Regions from separate parts of the Mus musculus genome. Here all the other regions are linked to region 1. Evidence: chromatin contacts called from public ChIA-PET and Hi-C data. All regions are on one chromosome and are shown on one strand. Each heading gives the region's core, a stretch centred on a gene start, on an enhancer-like site or on the middle of the called end of the contact. The rest is flanking DNA. Distances are from core to core; before and after follow the strand shown.

What was found. Hi-C and Micro-C count contacts between places; a contact is called where the count stands out from the background. ChIA-PET counts read pairs in DNA pulled down with a chosen protein or histone mark.
Region 2: a contact with region 1 is called in an RNA polymerase II ChIA-PET map of memory CD8 T cells, with 5 read pairs. The contact joins two enhancer-like sites. A contact is called at or near these places in 1 of 484 Hi-C or Micro-C datasets (peritoneal macrophages) and 3 of 115 datasets of contacts at active chromatin or transcription factors (embryonic forebrain, forebrain and memory CD8 T cells).
Region 3: a Hi-C map of muscle stem cells shows a contact between it and region 1, with 4 times the contacts expected there. The contact joins two enhancer-like sites. A contact is called at or near these places in 1 of 15 datasets of contacts at CTCF or cohesin (embryonic stem cells), 35 of 484 Hi-C or Micro-C datasets (the C10 cell line, CD4 T cells, CD8 T cells and 23 more), 10 of 115 datasets of contacts at active chromatin or transcription factors (astrocytes, bone marrow-derived macrophages, cardiomyocytes and 6 more) and 1 of 9 other capture datasets (embryonic stem cells).
Region 4: a Hi-C map of muscle stem cells shows a contact between it and region 1, with 4 times the contacts expected there. The contact joins two enhancer-like sites. A contact is called at or near these places in 9 of 39 promoter capture datasets (the 3T3-L1 cell line, 3T3-L1-derived adipocytes, frontonasal cranial neural crest and 5 more), 4 of 484 Hi-C or Micro-C datasets (cerebral cortex, embryonic stem cells, muscle stem cells and 1 more), 1 of 115 datasets of contacts at active chromatin or transcription factors (craniofacial prominence) and 1 of 9 other capture datasets (adipose tissue).

Annotation. Positions count from the first base shown.
Region 1 is chr14:120,827,908-120,835,845 of GRCm38.p6, reverse strand. No RefSeq gene overlaps it. Among named protein-coding and RNA genes, the nearest start is that of Gm33173, 16 kb to the left of the region's middle. Within about 2 kb of position 3,770, at least 277 of the 459 cell types and tissues checked have an H3K27ac peak or open chromatin away from gene starts, as enhancers often do. A contact at or near this core is called in bone marrow-derived macrophages, cerebral cortex, embryonic fibroblasts and 5 more, where this site is marked.
Region 2 is chr14:121,473,396-121,481,333 of GRCm38.p6, reverse strand. Slc15a1 (solute carrier family 15 (oligopeptide transporter), member 1) reads left to right here. Exons shown (of 23, transcript NM_053079.2): 10 at 592-678; 11 at 1,276-1,365; 12 at 2,898-2,942; 13 at 3,071-3,103; 14 at 3,187-3,275; 15 at 5,288-5,369; 16 at 6,669-6,788. Among named protein-coding and RNA genes, the nearest start is that of Gm33299, 20 kb to the right of the region's middle. Within about 2 kb of position 2,768, at least 50 of the 459 cell types and tissues checked have an H3K27ac peak or open chromatin away from gene starts, as enhancers often do. A contact at or near this core is called in memory CD8 T cells, where this site is marked.
Region 3 is chr14:121,431,063-121,439,000 of GRCm38.p6, reverse strand. No RefSeq gene overlaps it. Among named protein-coding and RNA genes, the nearest start is that of Gm33299, 22 kb to the left of the region's middle. Within about 2 kb of position 3,035, at least 143 of the 459 cell types and tissues checked have an H3K27ac peak or open chromatin away from gene starts, as enhancers often do. A contact at or near this core is called in bone marrow-derived macrophages, cerebral cortex, embryonic fibroblasts and 4 more, where this site is marked.
Region 4 is chr14:121,388,899-121,396,836 of GRCm38.p6, reverse strand. No RefSeq gene overlaps it. Among named protein-coding and RNA genes, the nearest start is that of Stk24, 14 kb to the right of the region's middle. Within about 2 kb of position 4,631, at least 74 of the 459 cell types and tissues checked have an H3K27ac peak or open chromatin away from gene starts, as enhancers often do. A contact at or near this core is called in muscle stem cells and uterus, where this site is marked.

The DNA of each region.
Region 1 (7,938 bases), core at 2,521-5,020:
CATATGCTCCCGACTAGGAGAAAGGCTAGTATCTCCTGTGGGCTACCCCTCTCTGAGTGTTTAGGACCCAGAGGGTTATAGGGTCTGGTGGTCGGGGACAGGCAGGTGGCAGGAAAAAAAGCCAAGGTTCAATCAGTACTATGGTTCCTTCTGGCTGTCATGTGGCCTTCAGAGCTAACTCTGAGCTCTTCCAAGGTAGAGAGGAAAGAATCTCCTTTGGGCAAACATAGCCCTTGGCAGTTGGTGCGGCCAGTGACACCTGGGCTAGACTCCAGTAACCACTTGCTTGTTTGAGCTAAGGGCTCCCCACGTGAGAAGGTTACCCTGATTAAGGAGGTCCTCTAGCTCTTCCCACTCCTGTCTGACAGAGGGAGGCTGGCTTCAATACTGACTGTCCTCTGTAGAGCCACTGTGGTCCCTGGGGGAGGATGAGGATCCCTGCTTTCTCCATCCCTAGGCTCACACATTTTACAGCTCAGTCCTTTCAGTTCTCAGTGGCCATATTACTCAGCATTTCTGTCGATGCAAGAAAACACCATGGTCAAAACGCAAGCTGGGGAGGAAGGGGTTTATCTGCCTCACACTTCCACATCCGTATTCTATCACTGAAGGAAGTCAGGACAGGAACTCCAATAGAATGGGACCCTGGAGACTGGAGCTGATGCAGAGGTTGCTAGTTCCACATGGGTTGCTCAGCCTGCTTGCTTATAGAACGCAGGACCACCAGCCCAGGGATGGCTCCACCCACAATGGACTGGACCATCCTCCATCAACCACTGTGGTGGTTTGAATATGCTTGATCCAAGGGAACGATACGGTTAAGAGGTGTGGCCTTATTGGAGGAGGTGTGGCCTTGTGAGAGGAAGTGTATCACTATGGAGGTGGGGCTTTACATATGCTCAAGTCTGGCCAGTGTGAAAATGTCTCCTGCTGCCTTTCAGTCAAGTTGTAGAATTCTCAGCTCCCCCAGCACCGTGTCTGCCTGCACATCACCATGGACTGAACCTCTGAAACTGTAAGCCAGCTCCAATTAACTGCTTTCTTTTATAAGAATTGCTTTGATCATGTTGTCCCTTCATAGCCATGAAACCCTAATTAAGATAACCACTGAAGAGAGCGGGTTCCTCCTCTCAGTGATTTTAGCTTGTGTCAAGTTGACATTAAACTGTCCAGCACAACTGACTCCTTGTCAACCTGACACAGACATCACTTTCCTTTCTCATTCATCCCCACGGTCTCACATTAAAAATACAAATAACTTTAAAAAAAACCTCGCAGTTTTTACAAACTCAATCACGTTAAAAATTCAAAGTGCCTCAAACTACGCGTTCCTGTAAAATAAAATAAAGTTAAATATTTTCTTACTTCGAGAGAGAAGAACCAGAGAAAAGTCACAACGAAATCAAAGCAAAAGCAAACTCCCAAAAGTGTAAATCACTGAGCATTCAATATCTGAGCTCCACTCATGGTCTTCTGGGCTCCTCCAAGGGGCGTGGGTCATTCTCTGGCTCTGAAGCACACACAGCTTGTCTTCCAGGCCTCGCTGGCTCCACTGCACAGCAGCTGCTATTCTTGGTGGTCATCCATGGTACTGCCATTTCCAAAAGGCCGGGGGGTTTCTGCTCTCATCAGTAGCTTTTCATTGACTCTCTTCACGGTGCCAAGCCTCACCTTCTCTTTCCTGGTCCCTTCAGTCCTAGGACTTCAACTGCCACCAAGGCTGCACCTTCCCCGGTGGCCTCTCCTGGCCTCTCACAGTGCCAAGCCTCAGCTGTTTTCCATGGCCCCTTCCTGACTTCAAAACTGGTACCATCTGGATGACTCTTATACTACCAAGTTCAGATGCCAGCATGAGGTACAAACTTGGCTGCCTCTGGAACACAGCTTCTGTGTGCTGACTCTCAGGAAACACTTCCCATAAGAGTTAACCTCAACCTCTTAATCACTGATAATTTCTCAGCTCCGGCTGGCCAGTATCCAGTATCCCAACAAAGCAAAGGTTTCACGTTAGTAGTTCTACTATCGTGTTAAACACAGCTGATTCTTGGGCCCCAGCTAACCAGACTCATGAAATCTCAAATCAAAATAGCAAATGGTCCCGATAGTTTTTAAACTTCCCTCTGAAACTTCACAAGACAGGCCTCATCTTTAAAAAAAAAATATTTATGAGTATACCATCTTCATGCTCCCCAGAGGAGGGCAATGGATCCCATTACAGGTGATTTCGAGCCACCTTGTGGTTGCTGGGAATTGAACTCAGGACCTCTAGAAGAAGAGTCTTAACCACTGAGCCGTATCTCCGCCCCCCTAGGCCCCATCTTCTGTTCTGCTTTTAACATTCTTATCTTCCAAGCTCCTACAGTACACTCACCAGGTACTGAGCACTCTGGCTTTTCTAGCCTCAAGTTCCAAAGTCCTTCCATAATCTTCCCCAAAATAACATGGTCAGGGTTGTCATAGCTCTACCCTACTATACCCTACCATCTTGATACCAACTTGCTTTAGTTAGGGTTTCTATTGCTGTGATGAAATATCATGACCAAAAGCAAGCTGGGGAAGGAAGGACTTATTTAGCTTAACACTTCCAGATCACTGTAGAAAATCAGGACAGGACTTAGGAGAAGGACCTGGCGGCAGGAACTGATGTAGAGGCCACGGATGGGTGCTGCTTACTGGTTTGCTCTGCATGGTTTGCCTCGTCTGTCTTGCTCAGTCTATTTTCTTATAGAACCCATGACCACCAGTCCAGAGATGGCATCACCCACTGTAGGCTAGGGCCACCCCTACCAATTACAGTGTGGAGGCATTTTCTTAATTGATGTTCCCTCCTCTCAGATGACTCTGGCGTGTGTCAAGTTGACATAAAGCTATCCAGAAGAGTGGCCATTCCAGGAGGTAAGAAGACCCTGGGGTTGGCTGTGTGGTCTCCTCTTCTCCCTGGAGAACTTTGTGCTTCAGGCTCTGAACAGAGGTAGTCTGAGCTCTGCTCTTTTGCTAACCACAGGGAACCATTTCTTCTCTTAAAGACTGAAGTATCTGCAGTGAGACCCACCCCTTTTCTTATTTTGACGTCTCACTTGTTCTGAAACAGAACAACTTCTATCATGGGGCAAAAAGGCACAAAACCAGAGACCTCTTGACATGGACACATAGCACATTGCAGTATGGTCTTTCCTGGTCTCCAGGGTGCAAACGATGCTAGGAGTCAGATCTCATGTGCAGAAGAAGTCAGCCAGCGGCTTCAAACCTTCAGTGGGAACTGCCAAGCATTCTGATCTTCCAGGAACTCATCCAGGCGTCTGGGGGAACGGCTCTGTCTTTATTTGCATATGGAATTCTGGGGGCTGACTCATTCTCTGAGCAGCTGGCCTCACTTGTGGTTTGTGCAAACCCACGCTGAGAAGTTGAGGCCAGGCTCTGGTCAAGGGCTGGGTCTAATGCAACCCTAGGGCAGCTGGGTCGCTTATATTATCTCTGGTCTTCCTGCTTTCTTCTCATTGAACTAAACAGCTAGGGGGCAGGTCCTCAGTCAGCATCCACAAAGCCACTGCATACATGGAGCATTCCAACACACTAGGAAGGCTTAGCTTTCTGTTTAGAATTCTAGCAAACAAGCTACGAACGTTTAAAAAGACAACCCCCTTCTCTCCGGCTCAGTGAAAGCAAAACCAGGCAGCAAAATCAATAAATCATTAACTTAAAGGACGGCCTTTCGAGGCTCGCTGCCTGGCTTGCTTTGCCAAGTGACAGAAGGGTCACTGACTTCACCGTGGAAAGGAAGTTGGTAATGATTTCCCCTAGCTCGCGAACTCTTGCCGCGCTTGCGCTGACGGTGTAGGACTTAAAAGCGAGGCTATATCGCCCTCTCGTGGACGCTGTGTGCATAACCTGTGATGCACAAAGCTTTGAGCTACAAATCACAAATACCGACCAATAAGATACAGAACTCAGGGAGTGTCAAACTGGATTGTTGTAATGCACACACACTGTTCAGGAACAAGTGGCACGCCTTAGGACTCGTTCGAGAAAAGCGTATCTAAGTGGCTTTGTCAAATATCAGTACTATGAATGCCCCTTTTAATCTAGCGTATTTCCCCCAAGCTTTCTTACAATGTACAGGACAAACTGCAAGTTGTGAGATGATGATTCCAAGTTAGTTAGCATATTTGTCACCTCACATACCTCCTTTTTTTTCCTTCTTCACAAGAACACTTAGTCTCTTAGCAAGTTTTGCATATGCAGTGGAGTGAAGCCTGTGAGTAAGACCAGCTTGGAGACGTTTCCTTCTGAGAGCCGGGGAATGGGGTAGCAGGACCCGAGGCCGTGTGCTGAGCTGCAGGGTTTATTGTCTGAGCTAAAGGGATTCTCTCTACCCCACCTGATCTTTACAGCTGTTCTGGGAGTCTCAATTACTTCTGTTTTGACCAAGACAATTTAATTGGGTGTCTGTTGAAGGAAAAGGCCTGGAATCGATATTGTAGCAAAGTGTACCTCAGTGGCTAATTAGTGAACTCGACCTTGGGTTAGCATTGCTGGGAGAAAGCTGCCCGCTCTGAACACCACTAGCAAGTCCCATGTGCTGTCTGCTGTTGATGATCAACACTGTCCTCGTTACCTAGAAGAATGGCACATTGTAGAGAGACTATCGGTTGTTCATTTAAAATAATCATAGTTTAATTAAACAACCTGAGAGGTGTCAATACTTTGTCCTGATTTGCACTGAAATAATCAGTGTAATAAAACTTCTGGGGATGCCTAAAACTTGGTCCAATTATAAATGCCAAGTGGGGGGACAATGAGATAGCTCAGTGGGGGGACATTAAGATAGCTGAGTGGGGGGCAGTGAGATGACTCAGTGGGGATAGTGAGATGTCTCAGTGGGGACAGTGAGATAGCTCAGTGGGGGAAACAGTGAGATAGATAACTCAGTAAGGGGGGCAGTGAGATAGCTTAGTGGGGGGGAATGAGATGTCTTGGGGGGGGGGTGGACAGTGAGATAGCCCAGTGTGCAAAAGTGTGTGTTGTGCAGGCATGGTGCTATGGCTCCATTCCCAGTACGCATGAACGTCGAGAGAACCAGCTCTGTAGCGTTGCCCCGCCTCCGCCTATCATAGAGAACCAGCTCTGGAGCGTTGCCCCGCCCCTGCCTATCATAGAGAACCAGCTCTGTAGCATCGCCCCGCCCCCGCCTATCATAGAGAACCAGCTCTGGAGCGTTGCCCCGCCCAGCCTATCATAGAGAACCAGCTCTGTAGCGTAGCCCCGCCCCCGCCTATCATAGAGAACCAGCTCTGGAGCGTTGCCCCGCCCAGCCTATCATAGAGAACCAGCTCTGTAGCGTAGCCCCGCCCAGCCTATCCTAGCCAGAAGAACAGTACAAGAGTGAGTCATTTCTGCACAAAGTGACTTTTTGTTAAATGGACACACACAGGGCCCAACAAAGCATTGATCTGGTCTCAGAATTTTGTTATTTTAAGACAGTTTACAGCAGAGCCAGCTTCAGCTATGCATTTGCAACAGCGCAGAACCAGAAGCATAATAAACACGACAGAGGAGGTGTGAAACGTATTCTATGAATACATTTGAAATGTGCTTGATTGAAAGGCAGATCGGACCATCTATCGGTGATGGGAAGTAGTGATTTCTCCCTGGCTGTCTCATTAAATAAAAGTCTAGAATTGATCTATTTGGGCGGTGAGGGGGCCATCAATCCCGGCAGGCTTTTAAAGATTAGTGTTTTGAGTGGACTGTTGTGATTCTGGTTCTGAGTTCTTGTTAGCCAGTAGGATTATTGTCATGTTAAAGATAGTCTATTATATAACATAAGCCTGTCTGAGACTAAACTTATGCATAAAATACTCCCAGGTGCCAAAGCGTCACTGAGTCACAGCTCATGAATAGCCCTGATTTTACCCCAGCTGTATTTTTGACATGCTAGTAATTTAACTTTTTTTTAGATTTATTTATTTTATGTGTATGAGTGTTTTTCCTGAGTATATGTGTGTGTGCATGCCATGTGCATGTCTGGTGCTGATGGGGTCCAGAAAAGGGCATTGGACCCCGGAACTGGATTACAGATGATTGTGAGCCACTGTTTGTTGCCTGGGTGTTCTGGAGGAACAGACAGTGCCCTGACCACTGAGCCATCTCTTCACAGACAGTGCCCTGACCACTGAGCCATCTCTCCACGGACAGTGCCCTCTCTGACCACTGAGCCGTCTCTCCATGGACAGTGCCCTCCCTGACCACTGAGCCGTCTCTCCACGGACAGTGCCCTCCCTGACCACTGAGCCGTCTCTCCACGGACAGTGCCCTCCCTGACCACTGAGCCGTCTCTCCACGGACAGTGCCCTCCCTGACCACTGAGCCATCTCTCCACAGACAGTGCCCTGACCACTGAGCCATCTCTCCACAGACAGTGCCCTCCCTGACCACTGAGCCGTCTCTCCACAGACAGTGCCCTCCCTGACCACTGAGCCGTCTCTCCACAGACAGTGCCCTGACCACTGAGCCATCTCTCCACAGACAGTGCCCTGACCACTGAGCCATCTCTCCACAGACAGTGCCCTCCCTGACCACTGAGCTGTCTCTCCACAGACAGTGCCCTGACCACTGAGCCATCTCTCCACAGACAGTGCCTTCCCTGACCACTGAGCCATCTCTCCACAGACAGTGCCCTCCCTGACCACTGAGCCGTCTCTCCACAGACAGTGCCCTGACCACTGAGCCATCTCTCCACAGACAGTGCCCTGACCACTGAGCCATCTCTCCACAGACAGTGCCCTCCCTGACCACTGAGCCATCTCTCCACAGACAGTGCCCTCCCTGACCACTGAGCCATCTCTCCACAGACAGTGCCCTCCCTGACCACTGAGCCATCTCTCCACAGACAGTGCCCTGACCACTGAGCCATCTCTCCACAGACAGTGCCCTGACCACTGAGCCATCTCTCCACAGACAGTGCCCTGACCACTGAGCCATCTCTCCACAGACAGTGCCCTCCCTGACCACTGAGCCATCTCTCCACAGACAGTGCCCTCCCTGACCACTGAGCCATCTCTCCACAGACAGTGCCCTGACCACTGAGCCATCTCTCCACAGACAGTGCCCTCCCTGACCACTGAGCCATCTCTGCAGCCCTCACTCTCTCATGGTGTCCCCATGGAGAGTTAACCCACAAGACCTTCCAGGAAGTGAATGGTAGGGACGCATAGAGCTCCCCCACTTAGAGGCCACATTTAAAACAGCACGAGACTCCTGACTTTGTTTTGTAATTTGCCACTTGTAGAGGGATGGAGCTGTCTGTTACAAGCTTGCCCTGAAACATGAGAGCTTGATCGTCAGAGCACACACATGCAGACACTGGCCATGGCAGCACATGCATGTTATTCTAGTGCTGGAGGTAGAGACAGGCAGATCCCTAGGGCTCTAGGGCTCACTGGCCAGCCAGCCTGCCTATGTGGCACACTCCAGGCCATCGAGAGGCTGTCTTCAAAATCAAGGTGGCCGGCACTTAGGGAATGACACCTGAGGTTGATGTGTGGGTCACACATATATACAGGCACATGCACACACATGCACACACACACACCCCATAGTAGATATGTCTGTTATGACTCTAGTTCCCTAGTATCCCTGGTTGTAGGTTTTATTAATTAGTAAAGTGGAAATCAGTCTGCAAATTTTGAGCTAATAATTTATCACTGCTGTTAATGTTTGTCATAGATATTAGCAGCATGCTTGTTTGAATGTAAGGTGTGTGTAGGGGATAGGGGTGGGAATAGGGTACTTATGGAAGTCAGAGGGCAGCAACAAGCATGCTTTACCTACTGAGTCATTCATTCCCACCCTCTGTGATTTTGTTTCCAATGGACACTCACATGCATATGAAACATATAAAGCCAGAAGTCCACGGGCAAGCACTAAGTCAAATATCAG
Region 2 (7,938 bases), core at 1,519-4,018, 650 kb before region 1:
CACTGAATCAATCACTCCAGAACTTTTCTCTACCTTCCACCTTCTTTAAATCAAAATTCAGTTTTAAAAAAGAAAAAAAAAATTCAACAAAGTTTTGATTTTCCCCTTAAGATTACATTTTGAGGGTACTTGGGTGTTTTTGTCTTTATAAAACTTACCAAATAGACCCTGGTGGTGGTAGTGACATACACCTTTAATTCCAGCAGAGGCATAAAGGGGCAGAGACAGGTGGATCTGTGTTCAAGGCCAGCCTGGTCTACAGAGCAAGTTCCAGGACAGCCAGGGCCACAGAGAGAAACCCTGCTGGGGTTGGGGATGGATTTTTACATATTTTGTTTTTACTTGTTAATTCACTGCTAGAAAACAAAACTGCACATGTGTTTGTTACATTTCTACTGACCATGCTTTTCTAGGCAGACTGGAGGGTAAACTGCTGGGAAGGAGACTCCAGCCCAGGCAAACAGGATCCACCAGTGGAAAGTGTGCCATTCTCCCATGTTTGATCTTTAGAAGGGAATTCACTGAAACATGTTTTTCTGAGGTAGTTGATTCTCTCTTAAAATTTAATTTTTTTTTCTTTCTTTCCTCCAGTTTGCCATCAAAAACAGGTTTCGGCACCGAAGTAAGGCATATCCCAAGAGGGAGCACTGGCTGGACTGGGCTAAAGAGAAATACGACGTAAGTCATATTCCTGCAGCAGTGGCCCTAGCTACTCCAGGAAATGGGCATGGGAGGAAAGGACAGTGCAGAGGGTTAGTACATGGGCAGTACCCTCGGCCGCATCCTCCCAATGCTAATAGTGTGTGGACTGGAGAACACAGTGCAGAGTGTTAGCACATGGGCAATACCCTTGGCCATGTCCTCCGAGCGTTTAATAGCGTGTGGAATACAACTATGCACAAGTGCTCTGAAAAGACTTTAAAAGGATGGTTATCACTTATTGTGAAGCAACATGACGCCCTCATAGCTGCTCACTTGGGTCATCTTCTGTTAGGTGTAGGCCATGAGATCACATGACTTCAGTTTGAACAGAGAAGGGCTGGGTGGTGATGACCGACTTTGAGACTAACAGTTAGTGAGCTGTGGCGGCTGGCCTCCCACACAGCTACTCTTGCTCGGTGGTCACCTGTTTAGAATGTCTGGTTTCCTAGAGAAACCCGCGCTCACATCCTTTAGACTGACTCGTCTCCTCCCAGCTAGATGCAAACATCCCCACTTGGCAGCAGAGCAGCGACTGCTGTTGACTGCAGCCCTGGCTGATTTGTCTACCTGCAGGAGCGGCTCATCTCACAGATTAAGATGGTCACGAAGGTGATGTTCCTGTACATCCCACTCCCCATGTTCTGGGCCTTGTTTGACCAGCAGGTAATGTCTCTCGTTTGATCAGAATGTAGTTAAGTACTGCCATGTGCCCAGCTATGCTGGGTGTTCAGCTCCTAAACACCCAGTAATTTTTGGCATCTTACTGAGTTTCTTGGTTAGAATGTATCCTGAAAGGATCCACCCGCATGTCTATTGTGAATCAGTGAAGAAAGTGAGGTTTGTTTCCCTAGGGTAACCCTGGGGAGATCTCCTCAGAGAGCATCTGGGACACTTGTGGATCACAACTGAGGGCAGAGAGAGTTTGTTCTATTGACCCAGCATGGTCAAAGGTGTTGCCTTTGAAGAGACTTGAGGACTGTTCTAATTAACAGGGCTTGATTCAACTCTCCCACTTTAAAATGGAATACTTGAACCAGAAGTGCCCTACAGAATTGAAAATGACTGTACACAAGTTCTTGTACTTGAAGCAGTTCCTGACCAGACCAGACCTGTGGCTCTGGACTTTCTTTTTAATTGTTAAAACATCCATACACATATACAGTGTCTTTTATCATATACATTCACCATTACCTCCTTCCAACTGCCCTATGCCATGTCCCTCCTAACTTCACATTCTACTTGACTGCTGTGATTCTAACCTAAGTCCAGTTAGCACATAGATACGATGCCATCTATAGGACACACACTGGAGTCCTGCACACTCCTGTCAGACAACCCAGTGCACAATACTCACAAGTCAAAGCAAGAAAACTCTGCTTCTTCTAGAGACTGAGAGCAAGCATGTGTTATGCACAGATAGGATTACTGGAAGGCTAGGCGATCCATGGAGAATGTTTGAGCAAACACATATTCCTTGTCGGTAGTATGAAGTATGCAGCAGCCTAGGAAGGGCAAAGGAGCCACCTTGAGTATGGAAAGAGCCTAACTGGGGTCAGACTCACACTCAGAATGCAGGCATTGCTGGTAGCTGGGTGATATGGGCTCATCACTTGGAACCCTTCTGATCATGTTTGTGCTACTCACCTACCTCTGCTGTGAGGCCCAAATCAGACAAAGTCCCCGGTGACTGGTACAAACTCAAGAGTCGAACAGGGGCAGGGTGGCCACTTCCCATGGGGAGCTGATGGATTTATATCGATCCACTAAGCATTTAGTCTTCCATAAAAATCATCACATCGTGTAAGAGACAGATAGATGATCTGTAATTAGGCTGCCGTGATTTAAGACCACTACTATCTTTATGATAAAGCATTTAAAACCCCTCCCTGGCTTTCTTTACCATTGTAATGTTCTAGATACTGACACTGGCACCTGTAGAACACAGGGCCCTGATGAGCTTACCCTGAGAGGTGGTACCATGTAATCACACAGTTTTATATCTCCCGAGGACAGCTCTGTCTCAGAGGTCCTTCACAAAGCCCAGGATGTGCCACTGGCTTTTGTCTTCCTAGAACTGTGACAGAGCCGAGAGGCAAATTAGAGATTTCAGTCCTGATTTAGAAGGTTTGCTGGTGATATACCACATCCTAAAAAGCCACATCCTCCATGACACAATCGATGTGTTAATTTTTTAGGGTTCCAGATGGACACTGCAAGCAACGACCATGAATGGGAAAATTGTAAGTTTGCCTGTCCTGGTCTGTCCCTCCTCCTGGTCACCACCGCCCTGCTTTAGTCCCTCAGTCCTTTCTTCTTCCCTTCCATGTTTTTTTTTTCTTTCAGTAAGACTTTGCCTCCTCTTTTTTAGGGAGCAATTGAAATTCAGCCGGACCAGATGCAGGTAGGAGAAAGGCTCAGCTCACTTTCCAAAGCCCACGTGTTTCCTGTGGTTGCGTTAAAGGCCCCTCTCCACTTCCTCTGCAGACGGTGAATGCCATCTTGATTGTCATCATGGTCCCCATTGTGGACGCTGTGGTGTACCCGCTCATTGCAAAATGTGGTTTCAACTTCACGTAAGTAGCTGTTTGGCTTGGGTTGACTGAGATGCAGTTGGTGGCTGTTTGGCTTGGGTTGACTGAGATGCTATTGGTCCAGGGCCTCGTAAATGCTCTGCTTCCAGAAGCTCCCATCGAGGTGATGGCACATTTATTTATTTTATTTTTGCAGTACTGGCAATTGAACCTAGTAGATTTCACACATGCCAGACAAATAATATTCTTTTACTGAGATAGAACACCAGCCCTCTTTTTCATTTCTATTTTGAGACAAGGCTGGCCCTATATTCACCCTGCCGCCTAGTTAGACATTGAACTTGCGTACTGCCCAAGTAGATAGGATTATAGGCCTATGCTACCGGGCTTGGCTGATGATGAAATTTTCAAAGTAATAAATTTAGAAATATTGGGGGGTAGGAGATATCTCACTGGGTAAGAGTGCTTGCTGTGCAAGCATTAAGACCCAAGTTCAGATCCATAGGGCCCATGCAAAAGGCCAGGTATGGCAGTGTGCATCTGCAACTTCCGAGGTAGGGGACAGAAATGGGCAGATCCCTGGAGCTGCTGGCTAGCCAGCTTAGCCAAACATGGTGAGCTACAGGTTCAGTGAGAAGTCCTGCCTTGTGAAAGTAAAATGGACAGGGACAGAAGACATCTGACATCCTCTGGCCTCCCCATGTGCACACATGGGCCTGTACATATCCATACACATTTGTATACAGCATACACGCACGCGCGCGCACACACACACACACACACACACACAGAGCTTTAAAAAGAGATGTCTATATGCAATGCCTCTGAAATGCCCTTTAAAATAAATAAAAATGCTATTAATGGAAGCCTGAAAACATTAGCTGTGATCATAGGATTTTTAGAAGTTGAATGTGAGAATGTGAATAGGCATTCTATTTGACCCCACTAGTCTGGTCATGAGTAGTAACAGAGAGGGACTCAGAGATGGCTCAATGGTTAGGAATGCTTGCTTCTCAAGCACACAGACCACAGTTTCCACCCCAGCATCCACACGGAGCAGTTCACAAATGCTGTGACTCCAGCTCCTGGGGATCTGGCATCTTCTTCTGGCCTCTGAGAGCACCCTCACATGCATGTGGGCATATACTGAGAGCACCCTCACATGCATATGTGCATACACTGAGAGCACCCTCACATGCATGTATGCATATACTGAGAGCACCCTCACATGCATATGTGCATACACTGAGAGCACCCTCACATGCATGTGTGCATATACTGAGAGCACCCTCACATGCATATGTGCATACACTGAGAGCACCCTCACATGCATGTGTGCATATACTGACAGCGCCCTCACATGCATGTGTGCATATACTGAGAGCACCCTCACATGCATGTGTGCATACACTGAGAGCACCCTCACATGCATGTGGGCATATACTGAGAGCACCCTCACATGCATATGTGCATACACTGAGAGCACCCTCACATGCATATGTGCATATACTGAGAGCACCCTCACATGCATGTGTGCATACACTGAGAGCACCCTCACATGCATATGTGCATACACTGAGAGCACCCTCACATGCATATGTGCATACACTGAGAGCACCCTCACATGCATGTGGGCATATACTGAGAGCACCCTCACATGCATATGTGCATACACTGAGAGCACCCTCACATGCATATGTGCATACACTGAGAGCACCCTCACATGCATATGTGCATACACTGAGAGCGCCCTCACATGCATGTGTGCATATACTGAGAGCACCCTCACATGCATGTGTGCATACACTGAGAGCACCCTCACATGCATGTGTGCATATACTGACAGCGCCCTCACACTCATGTGGGCATATACTCACATTGACATGCATACGTAAAATCCTAAAACAATAAAAACACCACCAGCAGCTTCCAATACAGCTGTCTTTGCAGGGAAGCCAAGGGGATGTGAGGTGAGGAGGATTTTCCTTTAGGGCTTACTCTTGGCTCGTCTGGGGGATGCAGGCTGGGGTTCACGTTCCTCTTGTCTGCATCAGATCCCTGAAGAAGATGACTGTTGGGATGTTCCTGGCGTCCATGGCCTTTGTGGTGGCTGCAATTGTGCAGGTGGAAATCGATGTGAGTCTTCTCCTGGGCTCAGCATCTTCCTTCTCTGGGCTGGGAGGATTAGAGGAGACTAGGGGAAACTCCCCATATGCAGCAGGAATTCCTGGAGTAAAAACAGTACAGGGCGGGGGTGGGGCAAAGTAGTCCATCAGTTAGCGCAGTGAGTGGGCGACGGCTAGGTCCTGAGCTAATGGGCGGGCTTCGGTATGAGAAAAGTCTAGGCGAGTGACTCCACCTGTGCTATGGTCTCTGTAATGGGAGATAAGTTCGTGGAATCGCTCCCAGCACAGATTTGGTGAGAAGCTTGTCACAAACGGGCACTTGGGAAATGCATAAACCGTCTTCCTCACAGAGGAACACATTTTGGGTTCTGATATCTCTCCTAAGGGATAATTCCTAAACGGATCCTAATACCTGCTGGGTGAATCTGTGCTAAACCAGCCCAGTGCTGCCTGCTGGAAATAAGGCCTTAGTTCTTAAAGGCAGGGACTATGTGGCCCATAAAACTAGAGGAGACTCTCTCTCTCTCTCTCTCTCTCTCTCTCTCTCTGTCTGTCTGTCTTCTCTCTCTCTTTCCTCCTCTGCCTCTGTCTCTCTGTCTGTCTTTCTCTCTGTCTTCTCTCTCTCTCTTCCTCCTCTGTCTCTCTGTCTGTCTGTCTGTCTGTCTCTCTCTCTCTCTCTCTCTCTCTCTCTCTGTGTGTGTGTGTGTGTGTGTGTGTGTGCCTCACTCTATGTGTCTCTGGTCTCTGTCTTTCTGTCTCTTGCATGCATACACACACACACACACACAATTCATCACAGTGAACAAATTATAAGTGAATTTTCCCATCTTAGCCATTTCTAAGCATACAACTCAGTGCAGCTCCCTTTACTGGGTAACCCTCACACACATGCTTCCAGAAGTCCCCCATCTTCCCAAACCAAACCTCTGCACCATTCATTGCCAACTCCCTGATCTGTCTCCCCAAGCCCCTGGCAGGCCTCATTCTACCATCTATCTCTAGGATGCTGCTCCAGGCAAACTACATGACCACGATCACAGAGCATTTACCCTTTGATGGTTGGCTTATTTTATAGTGCCCTCAAGGTTCACCCTTTTGAGAGGATATAAAAAGATTCCCTTTGTTTTTAAGACTAAATAAAGTTCTATTGCCATGCAATGTAACCAGTGGGCTGAGCCAGGTGTTTGGCACATGGCTCTGGATGAGCTGTAGATCTCAGAGGAAAATGTCTCCAGGGCTGAGGTGACAATGACAGTCCATGGGAGTCCTCACTGTGGAACTCTTCTCTCTCTCTTTTTTTTTTTCTCAGAAAACTCTTCCAGTCTTCCCTGGTGGAAATCAAGTCCAAATTAAGGTCTTGAACATCGGAAACAATAACATGACCGTGCATTTTCCTGGAAATAGTGTGACGCTTGCCCAAATGTCTCAGGTAAGTAGGAGAAACAGGACCTTGTATTCCATCTACCCACCCGACTTGTAACACAGCTCGGAGGAGCTGTTCTTATTGGTCCTTGTATAGACCCCAAAGGCAGTCCAAGATCAGCACATGTCCATGTCCACCTCATAACGCTTTCTGAACCCATGGGCCTCTAACTTGAGTGTGGGTACTGATCACTCTGGCACTTTCATCAGCAGGGGAGGCCCGTGGTTTCAAGCAGGGGTGCTGATATCTCTGAGGAGATTTAGAGACTCTACAGGCAATTCTTTGTAGCTGTGAATTAAGAGTGTGCTACTGGCACTTTATATATAGAAGCCAGAGGTGCTGGCACTCAGTCTCCAAGCCAAGAGTTTTCTGTCCTCGTATACACAGTGACTCTGTAGAAAACCTTGTTCTGGAGGTCATTGCCCTTGACCTCTGGTTTCCAGCCTTGAGTCTGGTCACATGGAGAGCCTTGGGGTCTTAACCCCAGTGGTGTGGGTTCATATGCTCTCATTCCTCACCCACCACAGTCGGAGCAGTGGACTTCGACCTTGACAAGCTAATGACCTTGAAGGAGGAGTTAGAAGTCTGACTCCTGGTGGTCAGGGCAGCCCAGTATTGATTTCACCAGAGCTTTTGCTTTTCCTTTGGTGTGTGTGTGTGTGTGTGTGCATGTGTGCCTGCGTGCATTTCCTATATATATGCCTGTTCACCACATATGTACCTGGTGCTCTCAAAGGCTGGAAGAGAACATCAAGTCCCTTGGAATTATAGGTGGTTGTAATTCACCATGTGAATTGCTAGAACTAAACCTAGGTCATCTGGAAGAACAGATACTCAACTGTTGAGACATCTCTTTAGCCCCAGTCCTCTGGTACTATTCTGTATTATAGTACTATACATATAGCATTATATAATATACTATATAGTATACTATACTATATTTACAGCACTATATAGTATACTATATTATATATAGTATATTTATAGTACTATATAGTACTATACTATATATAGTATATAGAATAATATAGCACTATATTTACAATACTATATATTATACTGTATATAGTATAAAATAGTATATTTATAGTATAGTACTATAAAGTATATTATAGTATACATAGTATAATATAGTATACTTATAGGACTATAAATG
Region 3 (7,938 bases), core at 1,786-4,285, 600 kb before region 1:
CTCACTCCCTCCTTCCCTTTATTTCTCTCCCCCCCCCCCGCTGTTTTTCTCCCTCCCTCTCTCTCCTTCCCCTCTCTCTCCTTCCCTCTCCCTTGTCTGTCTTTCCCTCTCCTTCGCTCCCTCTCTCCCTCCCTGTCTCTGTCCCTCCCCCTCATCCCTTTCTCTCCCTCTCTCTATTTCTCTCTCTATCTCCCTCCCTTTCTTTCCCCCTCTCTCCTTCCCTCTTTCTCCCTCTCCTCCTCTCTGTCTGTCTGTCTCTCACTCACTCTCTCTTCCTCTCTCTGTCTTTCTCTCCCCCTCTTTCTCTCCTTCCCCTCTTTTCCTCGCTCTTTCTCCCTCCCTTTCCATCCCTCCTTCTCTCTCCCTTTTCTCTCTTTCCCTCTCTCCCTTTGTGTCTCTTTCCCTCCCCTCACTCTCCTCCCTTCCTTTCCCTCTCTTTCCATTCTCTTTCCCTCTCTCTCCCTCTTTCTCTCCCTCTCTCTCCTCTCTCCCTCCCCCTCTTCCCCCTCATTTTTCTTTCTCTCTCTGCCTCTTTCCTCACTTGCTCTCTCTTTTTTTGATTTTTTTCTTTTGTTATTATTAATCATTCCATTCATTTACATCTCAAATGATATCCCACTTCCCGGTTACCCCTTGGCCACCCCCCATCTCACATCTGCCCCCCCCTCCTTTGATCTCTCTTCTCCTTGATGAACAACAACAACAACAACACAGTCTCCATCTAAAGATCCTCATAGCTGGAGAGACTGGGAACTGTGTAGTGGGGAGACCCTGGGCACACTGAGTATCAGCAATGGGGGATGGGCTGTTGTTTCAACACACACACACACACACACACACACGCACGCACGCACGCACGCACACACACACACACACACACACACACGCACACACATGCACACACACACGCACACACGCCCCTGGCACTGGTGAGGGACTGGTGTCATTTAGGCAGAAATCATGGCACAAATGATCAACGCAGTTCTGGTCGGGAAGAAAGCAGATTGCAGTCATGAGAAGCAGAGCTAAGATGGGGACATCTTACAAGGAAATAGCCTGTGTTCTTCAAAGATGCCATAGCATTAAAGGAGAAACATCAGGCTGACGAAGTGGCCCTAATTAGGGGAAAATAAAAGGACATGTCAGCTGGATACAAGACCAGATTCTGAGTCAGGGGAAAATTATAAATGTCATCACCAGAAACCTAGTTAGGTTATAGCATACCATCATTATTACAAAATCCTCTACTTTCTATGTAGTTAAGCAAATGTCCTTGTTCTTCAGAGGGAGTGAAAGATAGGGGGTGGGAGAAGGTTTCTTCTTTTCTAGAGTCAAGTCACAAAAGTAGAGATGTGTCAGATGTAGAGCATGTCTGTAATCCTGGCACTTAAAAAGCTAAGGCAGGAGGACTGTGAGCTGAAGGCCACCCTGGGCTACATGGTGAGTTCAAGGCTAGACCAAGGCTATAAAGCAGGCTGGAGGCCAGCCTGATTATACACAAACAAACACACACACACATACTCACATACATACTCTCATGCACATACACACTCAACACACACACACACACAATCACATACACACTCTCATGCACATACACACTCAACACACGTTCCTTATTTGTACCACCTCTTGGTCACTACACTCACCATAACCTACGTGCCCAAAGTCAGGATGTCCACAGAGATATGTGGTTGACTGGGTGTCCAAAGGCAAGCCTGACTGCAAAGCTGACTCAGAAGCTGGCCAACCGCCAAGGTCAAGCTGGACTGCCCTGCGGTTTATCTGTTACCAGATGTTTTCAGGAAGACGGGAAGTAGCAGGATTCAGACCTCCTTCCAGACCACACCTAAGTCCCTTGTATTCCTAGTTCATGAAAGCATGCTGAGGTACAACCCCACACGGGACACTTAGTCCTCCCTCAGCTGTGAGGCACAGAGATGTGGCTACACTGACACCATAGAAAGCTGCCCACCAGTGACTTTCCATGATAGAAATGACGGCTAAAGCTCAGGAGGTTGGGGTCGTGTTGATATTTTAGTCATGGGTAGACTTAAAGACATTGCAGTGACCTGTTAGGGACAGAGGTTTGATTGGTTTTTGTATGTTCTCTCTCTCTCCCTCTCCCTCTCTCTCTCTCTCTCTCTCTCTCTCTCTCTCTCTCTCTCGTATGTGTGTAGATATCCCACATGCAAGTAAAGATGAGAGAGTCACCTCAAGCATCAGTCATAAGAGCCTTTCTGCTGGTTTTCAGAGACAGCATCTTTCCTTGGGACATAGAACTTGCCGGGCAGCCTGGGCAGCCTGGACTCCGGGGATCTTCCTATGTCTGTCTTCCTCACCTGGATTATAAATACATACCACCATGCTCAGGTTTTTATGTGGGTGCTGGGGCCATACTCAAGTTCTCATGTAGAGATATCTCCCCAGCCCCTACTGCTTTTCTGAGACATAGTCTCAAGTAGCCCAGGCTAGCCTTAGTCCTCCCATCTCTACCTCCCAATTTTGGAATTATAATCATTAGCCACCATGCTCCACACACAGATAGAAGGGTACAATTTACAGTCAATTGATTTAAGAGTCTTTATTTCCTTCCCTCCCTCCCTTCCTTCTTTCTTTGTTTCTTTCCTTCCTGAGACAGAGCCTCACTTGGTAACACTAGATGACCTAAATTTTGCTATCTGGACCAGGATGACTTCAAACCCAGAGAGACATGCCTGCCTCTGTCAGGAGAGTTCTGGGATTAAAGGTGTGCCCTGACACATTCAAGCTTTGGGCAGTTTGGGGAAGGCACAGGCTTCTAGGAATACCTCAGAAACAGTGCTGAGAGCAGTGGAGAGGGCTGGGCTGGATTTCCAGAAAGGACAATGTCTGGAGAAGACTCGTTGGAGGAACAGAGAGAACATTTGCGGGTGACATTCCGCACCTCCTGCTGCTTCTGTGCTCTCCTGAATGTCACCCTGGAGAGCAGGGTTTCTCCCAGATCGCCTGAGCTCTGCTCTGAGTCACCGCCAGACATTTGTTTTTGCTCTTGTTTTCCATTATAGCAACCTTATCTGGTGAGTGGTGAGTCAGGACCAGCCGAGGAAGGAGGGGAGGGAGGCTCTGAGGGAAGGAGCAAAGCAGACATCTTGGTCAGAGAGCTGCTCTGGCCTGGGTGAGGATCCTAGGCTACAGAGGGGATGGAACAAGGTCATTTGAAGGGGACCCCCCCCCCCCCTTCCCAGTGACATCCACACCAGGCTTGCCACTAGTGTGGCATGACAGATTTTCATCTAAGTTCCTCCTAGGCCAGACTTCATTCCTCCTGAGGACAAATGAGAGAGAGAGAGAGAGAGAGAGAGAGAGAGAGAGAGGGAGAGAGAGAGAGAGAGAGAGAGAGAGAGAGAGAAGCAAAAGGGCTGGCAAGATGCTCAGTAGGTAAAAGTACCTTCCACTAAGCCCCCAGGCCCATGGAAAGAACCAACTCCCAACTGAATGTCATCCTCTGATCTCTGCATGTACATCATGTGTGTGTGTGTGTGTGTGTGTGTGTTTGTACACAAATAGACAAGTAATGAAATATCAACAAAAGCACATAATTCATTTGATAGAAAAGAAGGGAGAACTCCTTTTCTCAGCACACAGATCACTGCAAGTTAAAGAGAAAGAGAGACTTTTTCTATTCTTCCCAAACAGGCATGAATCTTCTGGTGATTAAATAAGACCCTCACCAATGTTACAACTCAAGAGTGTTTCCTCTTAGACTCAGAAGCCACCTCTTTACAGTGATGTCATCCAGAAGCCCTGCCAGTCAGAAGTGTCATGAATGAGATGGGCCTGGTCCCGTGATGGCCCATGTCCTCCTTAGGGGAGTTGTCCCTGTGCTCTGTGCGCAGCATAGTCTAGCCTAGGGGGAGCTTGTTCACTGCCCAACCTCATGCCCTTCTCCCTATCATGGGAGTTAAAGATGGTTCTCGTTTGGAAGTAGAGTTTCTTTCCCTCTCCCTCTCCCTCCCTTCCTCTCCCTCCCCTCAGCCCCTCCCTCTCCCTCCCCCTCTCCATCCTTCCCCTCCCTCTGCGTCTGTGTGTCTGTACATGCATGAGCTTTCTGGTGGCTAGGTTTTATGTCAACTTATCACAAATTAGGGCCATCTGAGAGGAGAGAACCCCAACTGAGAAACCATCTCCATAAGATCAGGCTGTAGGCAAGCCTGTAGGGCATTTTTACATAGTGACTGATGGGGAAAGGCCCAGTCCACCACAGATGATACCACTCCCCTGAGCTCTATAAGGAAGCAGGGTGAGCAAGCCATGGGAGCAAGTCAGTAAGCAGCACCCCTCCATGGCCTCTGCATCAGATCCTGCTTCCAGGTTCCTGCCCTGTTTGATGATAAACTGTGAGATGGAACCCTTTCTTCCCCAAGACATGATGTCTCATCAAAGCCGTAGTTACCCCAAACAACCTTGTCCATGTATGTAGTGTGTGTATGTGTGTGTGTGTGTGTGTGTGTGTGTGTAAGAGAGAGAGAGAGAGAGAGAGAGAGAGAGAGAGAGAGAGAGCTGTTCCTCAGGCACTACTCTTGTTTTGTTTTGTTTTTCAACACAGGGTTTCTCTGTGTAGCCCTGGCTGTCCTGGAACTCACTCTGTAGACCTGTAGGCTGGCCTACCAGTTACCAGATATTCAGTGGTCTCCACTCCCTCATCTTTAATCCTGTTCCCTGCAATACTTTATAGGCACTGTGCGCATGAACTCACGTCAAGTCTGAGGTGGAAGGAGCTGAGCACATAGATCCGCCATCTTGTAGCTTCCAGGTTCCCAGCTGCATATATTCCCACTTGGGACTTTCTTTTTTTTGGTTTTTCGAGACAGGGTTTCTCTGTATAGCCCTGGCTGACGTGGAACTCACTTTGTAGACCAGGCTGGCCTCGAACTCAGAAATCCGCCTGCCTCTGCCTCCCAAGTACTGGATTTAAAGGCGTGCGCCACCACCACCTGGCTCACTTGGGACTTTCTATTGAGGCCAGAACACAACCTCTGAGCATGAAGACAGCACATTGGAGTCCACAGGAACAGAGAGCTTCCGAAGTGTCCCCAGAGGACTGTTGCTGGTCCGAATGCTTGCTTGTGGGAAGATCCATGAGCACTGTGGACTCTGGATGTCATCAGACCCAGGAGGCCTGTTATCCTGTCACCCCGAAAGCCTGGAGACACCATCGCCACTTCACAGAGCACCAAAGATTACTGCGGTACCTCCTTCCACTCTTCCTAGAATGTTCCCTGAGCCACAACCCAGAACTCCTCTGAATGGAAGCTCTACCGCCTTCTGCAGGCTTCGTCTTTGGAGGCCTGAGTCACAGAAAAGGTCACGCAACCCCTCCACCATTTGCTTTGTGCATCTCTCACCAAGACTTCATAGTCTGAGTTTAGACTTTCAAAAAGAGAAGCTAATGACTGAAGAAAGACAGAGAAGGAAGAAGTCACCCTGAGGAAGAACAGGTAAGAGGTGGGGACCCTGGAGAGAGGTATTCTGGAATACTCATGGGTCCTGCATTCTACAGCAAGTGAAATCAGACCAACCCCTGCTGTCTGACCCTAGCCTGGCTGCTCTTATACTCTCAGAATTTGATAGTGGGACAAAATGACTCTTTCACCCCTGTTCCTCATCTGGGCACCATTAGTTCCCATCTCTGGTCCTTTCTTAAAGACGCCTGAAGCAGAAAGATCTAAGAGGCTGGAAATCTTGTACTGAAGAGCATCTATGAGACCCCAGGAGGCAGCCTGCTGTTCCTTGTAGGAACCAACCAGCCCAGGACTGAATGGATAACCATTCAATTTCTTTTCTCTCCCAACTTTGGACCAACTAGAGAAACATGGCAACAATTGGTGGTGAGTCCATTCCTGTGGGGTTTTTACCCAAATGACTTTCAACCTGAACGACCAGATTTCATTTTATGTCTTTTTTTTTTTTTTTTGAGCCAGCAAGAATGCTTTCTGAGATGTGCTATGTGCTATCAAAGTCTCTTATCTCTTCCATTATCTCTCCTCTGAGCTGAATTATAACGTTAACCTCCTTTATCAGTCCAGGGAGGCTTTCCCAGCCTTGCTCGTCCTGAGATGTCAGCTATCACAGCTGAGATTTTTTTCCCCCCTTCCCTTTCCACTTTGTGCTTATTCCTCTCCCTCTCTCTCTCTCCTTCCCATCTGATCCTGAACCTTAGTCTAGCACAGAGAGGCTCTGGTGCAATTAGAACTCCATCAGGGAGACAACCCTTGCAAGACGGAGCTGCCGCCTGCTCACTAATGGAGGATGCGAGAGCACAGTGCTCTGTTCGTTAGAGGCTCTGAGAAAGAAAAAAGAGCCCCCTTTGACCTGCGTGCCGGGAAACTCCTGAGCACGCGGAGTGGCCTCCAGACACCACAACTCATCAGTCGAAGAGTAAGTAGTTCTTTGAAGCAATCTTTTACTAAGAAGAATTAGCGTAGCTTTTTATGAATAATAATAATAATAATAATAATAATAATAATAATAATAATAAATAATAATAAGGCTTCCCAGGCTGGGTCACATTCCCTCCTCATGTAAAGCTGTGTGTCCTCGCCGACTCTGAACTGTTCAAGGGAATCTGAATGGTTAATGGCGGGGGAGAAGCTCAGGGCTGGACCTGGCTGTCACAGCGTCCTGCGGGGAAAGTCTCGGATTGTGCCTGAACCAGTGTTGTCTTCTCGGTGGCTCCTCTTCAGCATAGCGCAGAAGGATACAGTGCGGTTTCCAGTTGCTCGAGCCTCTAATCCTAGCACTTGGAGCATGGGGTGCTGAGGCAGGATGCCTGCTGCAAGTTTGAAGCCAGCTTGGGACACAGTGTGCGACTTTTAAAAACCAAAACCAAAGCACAAAACCTTGCTGGGGAGATGGTACAGTTCATAGAGTACACAAAGACTTGTGTTTAATGCCTAGAACTACTGCTTTATAAGCCGTGGATGGTATCGTGTTTGTAATCATCACAATTGAGAAGACAGAGTGATGGATCCCTGTTGCTCTCTGGCCAGCCAGCCTCTCCTAATCTGTGAGCCCCAGGCCAGTGAGAAACCCAGAATAAAAAAGGGAAAGGTAAAAACTCTCTGAGAAGTGGTACCTCAGGTTGTCCTTTGACCTATGAACACCCACGTACACACACATGCACATACATGAGCACCCACCCGGGCATAGACACCTCTTCTAGCACCTCCAGAGTAGTAATAGAACCACACCTATAATACAATTGCTGCCTCTGCACCAGTCAGAAATTTGGGTGCTGTTCACGGTGTAAGAAAGCTTTCAGCATCAGACATTTTCCACCCCAACCATTTCTCAAAAGGACGATCTCATACAACAGGGAGTGTCATCAAATTTCAATTTTAGTTTCCCATGGTGCACTGAGACCTTCACAGGATGTCCTAGGACGCAGGGCCCCTCCATTTGGCTATAGTGACCCTCTTAGAGCTTGGGATATGAATTGTCGAGCATCGGGTATGTCAAGTTCTGCCTAAAGCACTCTGGAGCCAGCTTCCCTTCTCATAAGCATTTGTTATATATATAAAACATGCTGCCCGTGGATCTTTCTAAGGGGATTGAGGACAGAACCTCCTGCAGGCTCTCTATCCTGAGCCATGGCCCCAGCCCTGGGATCCTCAAGGTGTTCTTGCCATTTCTCCCCCGGACTTGGAGTCACTGCTGCTGTGCAAGACGGCTGTTCCCAAAGATCAGTCCTTTCCAGCCTGCTTTGCACCTGATCCCACTGGTTTGAATCCTTAAATTCCTAGCCCTGATCTTCTGAAACATACTTCTTCCTACCATTCCTTATGGGCCTCAGTCCCTCAAGGTGACCAGTATGACTTTCCTGTGCCAAGCCACATGTGAAGTAGCCTCATGGAATCCCCAAGAGTCAGCTTCAGAAGGCTCAGGGGACAATGACAA
Region 4 (7,938 bases), core at 3,382-5,881, 560 kb before region 1:
GCTTCTGTAGGCACCCACACAGTTGTAACAGCCTCTGTCTCTCTGTTTCTGTCTCTCTCTCTCCTCTCTTTCACACACACACACACACACACACACACACATACATTAATAAAAAAAATTTTTAAAAATAAGTGTAAATCAACTTTGAAAGATTAAATCATACTTCTAGTCCCAACACTTGAGAATTGGAGACATGAGGATTGCCAAGAGTTTAAGATAAATTTGGGTTATGTAATGAGTTCCAGGACAGCCTGGGCTACAGTGTGAGATCTTGTCTCAAAAGTGTGTTAGAGTATAGTTTAGTGACAGATTCCTAGGTTCTGTTCTTAAGGCATGCACGTACACACACACACGCACACACACACACACACACACACACACACACACACACACACACACACATTATTTTTGGTCCTGAAAGAAATATAGCAAAGATGGAAGACAACAAGGGACCACAGTATTGTGAGTCACTACCAGAGGAGGAAGAGCTACGTAATGCACTTTATTCTAAGATAGATGGGAAGCTGCCATTTTTCTTTCACGTGGGAGCGATAGTTTACAGTTCAAAAGATCTACTGGAAGAGCCAAGAGCCGAAGCTGATGGCCAGACCAGGCAGAGATTTCAGGGTTTGGAAGTCATGCGCCATCTTTGCTGTGCACCCAGTCACCTCTGTTTTCTTAGCTGTGGGCTCTGGTTCAGTGGGTTTGGAGTTTGTCTGGAAATACTATGTGGGCAACCAGCCACCCGAGGAATGGAGGCTCCTACGCGGTGCGGCATGAAAACAGCAAGGGTTCAGAGTAGGGGCAGAGCAGATAGATGAGACGGTTAGAGAACGGACTCAACAGGAAAGGGGGAAGGGAGGGCTGAGGATGGGTCCCGGCGTTTGGAGCAGGTCACTGATTAGACTAAATCAAGGATACACGAGGAGCAATGTCATGTTATGGTAGTCCAAAATGGACTTTAAGACATGCCAGCAGAGGTCATGCATCGAGGAAGGCATCAGACTCAAACATGTTAGAGGCTAAAACGAAGAGAAGAGGTCAGGTGTGCACCAGATTGGAGAAGTCTGACAGGGAGTAAAACGAATCTAAGGCATCTGCATTCTGTGGGGCCGAGTACGGTCTGAGGCAGATCAAGGCTCACACTTGAAATGCCTTTCAGGAGGCCCTTTGAATCCTTCAGGGTTTGTTTGATTTGTTTGGTTTAGGTTTTTATTATTATTATTATTATTATTATTATTATTATTATCATTATCATTATCATTATCATTATCATTATTTTGTTTTTGTTGTTGTTGTTGAGGGGGATGTTTGTTTCTTTGCATTTTGTTGTTGTTATTTGTGGCCACAACTAGAGATGCAAAGGCTCATTCCTCTCCTTCCTCACCCTGTATCAGTTCACGCCCTTGAACTTTATAGTTTCTGGATGTGGGCATCGTCCAGCCAGCCAATGGGAGAGGTCCAGCACCGCCTGCCAGCCAATGGGAGAGGTCCAGCACCGCCTGCCAGCCAATGGGGGAGGTCCAGCACTGCCTGCCAGCCAATGGGGGAGGTCCAGTCCTGTGAGCAGCAACTCTCTGAGCCTTAGGGCTGAATCCCAAGCACCTTCAGTGACAGGAACTGTAAGTGTAGGGTACAAAACAAAGCAGAAGCCACTAGTAAACATGTTAATGCTAATTACTAATATTAATTTACACAATAATTTTAAACTGATTCATAGAATTTATATTCTAGGAGTGTGTCAAAATTTTTTTAAAGATTTATTTATTATTATATCTAAGTACACTGTAGCTGTCTTCAGATGCACCAGAAGAGGGCGTCAGATCTCATTACAGATGGTTGTGAGCCACCATGTGGTTGCTGGGATTTGAACTCAGGACCTATCAGAAGAGCAGTCGGTGCTCTTAACCACTGAGCCATCTCTCCAGCCCCCGTGTCAAAAATTTTAATCAAACGTTTATTAATTGAATATTTCAACTTTTTAACTTTCTGTTTTTTCTCTTATAGCAGTAATTTGATCTCATTTTCACATATACATTCTTAAATTGTTATTATTATTCCCTAAGCATAATGTTGTAAATTTAAAGTGTAATACCCACGTACCAACACTTTTGAGTTTTTGTTTTTTTGTTTTGTTTTTGTTTGTTTGTTTTTTGTCCTATTATTAAAAGTCCCTCTGGGAAGTTTCATCCATTTCCATTTCCATCGTGGTCTATAACTGCAGATTTTTCCAATATAGGTATTTTCTAAATAATAGAATTTTAAATTTCAAATGTGAGCATGTTCAGCTATAAATAAATACATACATACATAAGCATTTACTAAATGATTCTTTTGCTGCCTCATGCCAGAACATTCTTGGATCACAAGGATACAAAGTAAACCCATACTCCTGCCTTACGGGCTGCATGGTTCTTCATGGGTGTGTATGTGGTCTTGGGGATCAGACCTAGGGTCTCATGGGTAGGCACTCTACCACTGAGCTACATGCCTGGTCCCTCATAGATACTTTCCTGTGGGGAAGCACTATAGTTTTTGCTTGTCTGAGACTGACTTTGAAGTCCTGATTCTCTACATCCACCTCCCACATAGTGGGATTACAGGTGTGTGCCACCACCCCTGCCTGTGACAAAGACCCACTGGTCATATTCCCAGAATCCTCTCTGTTGAGGTTTGCGTACTGTTCCTGTCAGTCATGTGTTTTGGACGTGTCTTTATCTTTAACTACTTATGTATTCTGGACTTACTTATTATAGACTGTTATTACTGACTTATTATCAAGGATAGCTCCTTGACCTCTCTGGTGCCACATAGCTCAACTGTGGATACATAGTTTCTGTTTTCTCCTTTGTGAGCTTCCATAAGTCCACCTCGTTCAGACACTTACCCAACTTAAGATGTATACAACCCAAGATAAGTCATTTAGATCATTTGTCAACACACAAGGCCCCCCAGGGCTATGGTATAAAGTTTTATTTGCTCCTTTGTGAATGTATTGCCTATGGCTGCTTTGCTGACACAACAGTGGGGTCGAAGCCCAAAATATTTACTACCTGTGCCTTCAATGGAGAAGTATGTTGGCTAAGTTCTAAGGCTGGCTAGTCTTGTAGTTCTGAAAGATAATACTGGATTTCTCAGGGATCAGATTAAGCAGCTGCCTTTAGCCCCCATGTCCCCACTTCAGAGGGCACAGGACTTTTGTCTGCCGACTACATCTTTGTTTAGTCTTGCCCCAGCTCTTGCCCAAGAAATTACTCAGGCCCATCTGTCTCAGTTACTATTCTATTGCTATGATGAAACACCATAGCCAAGGAAACTTTTAAAGGGACCATTTAATTGAGGGCTTGCTTACAGTTGCAGATTATCATGGAGCATGTGGCTGGCAGGCAGGCAGGCAGGCATGGTGCTGGAGCTTACATCTGATGCACAAGCACATGGCAGAAAGAAAATAAGACTGGCCTGGCATGACACACTTCTTCCAACAAGGCCACACCTCTTAATCCTTCCTAAAGAGTTCCACTAACTGGGGACCATGTGTTCAAATATATGACCCTAGGGGGCCATTCTCAGACCACCCCATCTTCCAATGCCCTTACCCTATCACAGCACTTTTTGAGCTTTCATCCTTTTCATTTTTTTTTCCTTTTGTAGCACTAGGAATCAAACCCAGGCAAGTGCCTACCACCGAGGTCCAGTCTGACTTAAAACTCAAATTCCAGCCGGGCGTGGTGGCACACGCCTTTAATCCCAGCACTCAGGAGGCAGAGGCAGGCGGATTTCTGAGTTCGAGGCCAGTCTGTTCTACAAAGTGAGCTCCAGGACAGCCAGGGCTATACAGAGAAACCCTGTCTCAGAAAAACAAAATAAACAAACTAAAAAGAAAAAAAAAAAAGACAATAACTTATTCTTCCTATCTAAGATAGTTTTGGAAACTTTTTCATCATCTAAAATTAACACTTTAGAGAAATAAGAGACTTGGATCAGGGAGAGATAGTTCAGGGTTAAGAGTACTGACAGCTGTTTCAGAGGTTTTGAGTTCAGTTCCCAGCAACCACATGGTGGCTCACAACCATCTATAATGGGATCTGATGCCCTTTTCTAGTGTGTCTGAAGACAGTGACAGTGTACTCACAAACATAAAATAAATAAATTGTTTTTTAAAATGTGTACCACCATGATCCATGCATTAGAGAGAGAGAGAGAGAGAGACAGAGAGAGAGAGAGACTTGGATCAGGATCAAAAGGTGTCTGGAAGACTGCTGAGACGCAGAAGGGAGGAACTCCTATGACTGGGAAGCTAGTGTTCCTTGGTGAGCTTGAGGCTGGCTGGCTTGCCTTAGGAGATGGACCACTTGTAGACCTTGGACTCTGTAGGTTCAAAAGATGGGATTTCCTTACAGTGTTTCCATACCCACACAAAATAGCACAGCCTTTGTAAGTCTTGCTGATTCAAACAGACAAGGATGCTCCCTGCCAGATGAGGGTCCTCCCTGCCAGAGACAATTGACCAGGAGCTCTGCAACCTTAGGTGTTGTCCTGTTGCCTGGGACTGTGGGCATGGGATGCTACTTCCTGGTGCACCACAGCCTGGCACTCAGGACATTCTTAGTCTAAAAATGAGTCAGGTCAAGTGTGCTGACCTCTTTTTCGGCCTTGAATACATTGCAAAAAGAGACAAGCAGGCCTCAGCCAAGTTGGTCATCAGCAAGCTATGCAGTCTTGGATGACAGCCATGTGCTATTGCCCTAGAGGACTTTCAGGCCTGTTCCAACCATCCCAAGTCAGAGGTGTGTTTCATGCCAAAGGCATAATTATGTTACAGCAGGTGAGAGCGAGCCAGAAAGGCAGGTGAACACCCGGAAGTAAACCTGGGTCCAGATGTAACACACGTAGCCTCGTGTGGTCCTGCTCTTAAAACAGTGTTTGGCTTACTGCTTTGCTCTTGCTGTCTTGACATTGTTCTTTTGATCCAGGGTGTTATTCTGTAGCCCAGGCTGGTCTCCATCTAGTACCAGTTCTTCTAAGCACTGGGATTACAGGTGCAAGCCACCACACTGAGGTTTGAAATTGTTTGTGTACGTATGTGGTCATGTGGTGTACACAGGCTTGTAGGGGAGAAGTCAACATTGAATGTCTTCTTCACTTACCACTCTGTACCTTAATTAATCAATAAATTCAGACAGGGCCTCTCACTGAACCTGGACCTCACCATTCCGTTGTGCTGGCTGGCCAGCTAGCTGTAGGAATCTCCCCATCTCTTCGTCCCCGGTACCAGGATTACAGACATTTGGTTTAGACGGATACTGGGTATCTGAACTCAGGACCCCATGCTTGAAGGAAATTTCTCCTCAACTACTTGGCATTTTGTTTGTCTTGCTTTGTTTTGTTGTTATTTTGAGATAGGGTTTCACGTAGCCCTGATTAGCCTCAAACTCACCGTGTAGAGGGATCTTGAGTCTTACGTGACTACCTCCCAACCACTGGCATTGCAGGTCTGAGCCGCCACACCACGGTCTGGAGTTGTTAACCCATTTTCACAAAGGATGTGCATTTTTCATCTTGCATTCTTCTTGGTTCTCTGGGGAAGCCAGAGACACACCCGACCACAATCACCTATCTTTCTAAATATCCCAGGTTCCTTGTTCTTCCCACTGTATGAGGACCAGGATTTCCTCCATGGACAAGGGCCTCAGTAGCCCTGCCTATGCATAAAATTTACACTGTGGCATCTTTTTAAAAAAAAACCATTTATTTATTTATTTAGTTAGTTAGTTATTTGAAATATTTATTATTTATATGTAAGTACACTGAAGCTGTCTTCAAACACACCAGTAGAGGGTGTCAGATGTCATTATGAATGGTTATGAGCCACCATAACCTGGGATTTGAACTCAGGACCTTCGGAAGAACAGTCAGTGCTCTTAACCTCTGAGCCATCTCTCCAGCCCCACACTATGGCATCTTAACTCAGCAGGCTGTGGCCTTGATGTCTACCCACCAGGTAGGTCACCAGGGAAGTCATTTGATTGTCTAATCCTTAAAACTCATGGTTCCCAAATGCTGGTCCAAGGGGGGTTCTTGGGTACTGCTGAGAATTCAAAAGTACTGTGTGATACTTGACATTTTTTAGAAAACATAGCAAGACTAGACATTTATCAGACATCACACTGACAGGTATTGCTCTTTGCCTCAACATTAGATAATACTACGTTGTGTCATTTGCAAAGCCAATGCTATATAATTTTTGGCAGTTACTGTGATTTTTAAAAAAGATACAAAAATCAATGTGTGAGTCGGGCATGGTGGCGCACGCCTTTAATCCCAGCACTTGGGAGGCAGAGGCAGGTGGATTTCTGAGTTCGAGGCCAGCCTGGTCTACAAAGTGAGTTCTAGGATAGCCAGAGCTACACAGAGAAACCCTGTCTCAAAAAACCAAAAAAAAAAAAAAAAAAAAAAATCAATGTGTGGTGGTGTCCATTTTGACTCTAAGGTTGGGAAGTTATACAGTGTCCAACAGGAATGCATCCCATTGGTCACTAGTCCAGGAGTAGAATTAAAATATGATTTTGAGGGACTGGAGAGGTAGTTCAGTGCTTAACTGCACTGGATGCTCTTCCAGAGGACCTAGGTTCAGTTCCCAGCATCCATATGGCATCTCACAGTCACCTGTATCTAGATCTAGTTCCAGGGGATCTGATGCCTTCTTCTGGTCTTCATGGGCATTGTTTGTGTAAATATATATATATATATATACATATACATATACTCAGAGAAACACACAGGCAAAACACCCATACATATAAAATAAAAATAATAAAGTTTAAAAATATATTAACATTACAGTACTTTCTTTTCTCCAGTTCTCTGTGTATATGTGCATGTATGTATACCTTCATGTGTGAGTACGTGTATGTGTGTGGCTGTGTGTGTAGGCTGGAGGTCAATCATGGATGATGTTTGCAAGAAGCATCCATCCACCTTGACTTTTTAAACATTTACTTACTATTATTGGGGATATGTGCATGATGTGTGTGGAGGACAGTCTTGTGGCATTGGTTCTGTCCTTCCATTGAAGATTAAACTCAAATTGCTAAGTCTGCATAGCAAGCTGTCTCACTCACCCTCAGAGATTGTGTGTGTGTGTGTGTGTGTGTGTGTGTGTGTGTGTGTTTTGAGGCAGATTGTCTTACTGGGACCGGGCACATCAGTTGTGCTAGGCTGGCTATTCACTGATCTTACTTGGAGTCTGTCTGGGATTACAGGGCCATTCCACTGTGCCCTGGCTCTTTATTTGAGCCTTGGGGCTGGAACTCAGGTCTTCATGCTTGTGCAGCAAGTACTTCATGAACTAAGCCATCCCACTTACATTATTGAAGCAGAAGTGTGTGCTAAGACATTTACACATGGTGGCTTCCCCCTTGTCGTCTTTTTGTTTTTCTGGTTTTGTTTATTTGTTTGTTCTTACACGCGTTCACGACCGGCCAGGAAGAACGCAACAAACCGGAATCTTCTGCGGCAAAGCTTTATTGCTTACATCTTCAGGAGCCAGAGAGCAAGAGCAAGAGCTCTATTGCTTACATTTTTAGGAGCCAGAGCGCAAGAGCGCAAGAGCTTTATTGCTTACATCTTCAGGAGCAAGAAGCAAGAGCCAGAGCAAGAGTGCAAGAGTGCAAGAGCAAAAGCAAGAGCTCTATTGCTTACATCTTTAGGAGCCAGAAGCAAGAGAGCAAGAGCGCAAGAGCAAGAGAGAGAATGGTGAAACCCCGTCCCTTTTAAGGAGAATCATCCTCTGCCTAGGACGTGTCACTCCCTGATTGGCTGCAGCCCATCGGCCGAGTTGTCGTCACGGGGAAGGCAGAGCACATGGGGTGGAGAACTACCCTTGGCACATGCGCAGATTATTTGTTTACCACTTAGAACACAGGATGTCAGCGCCAT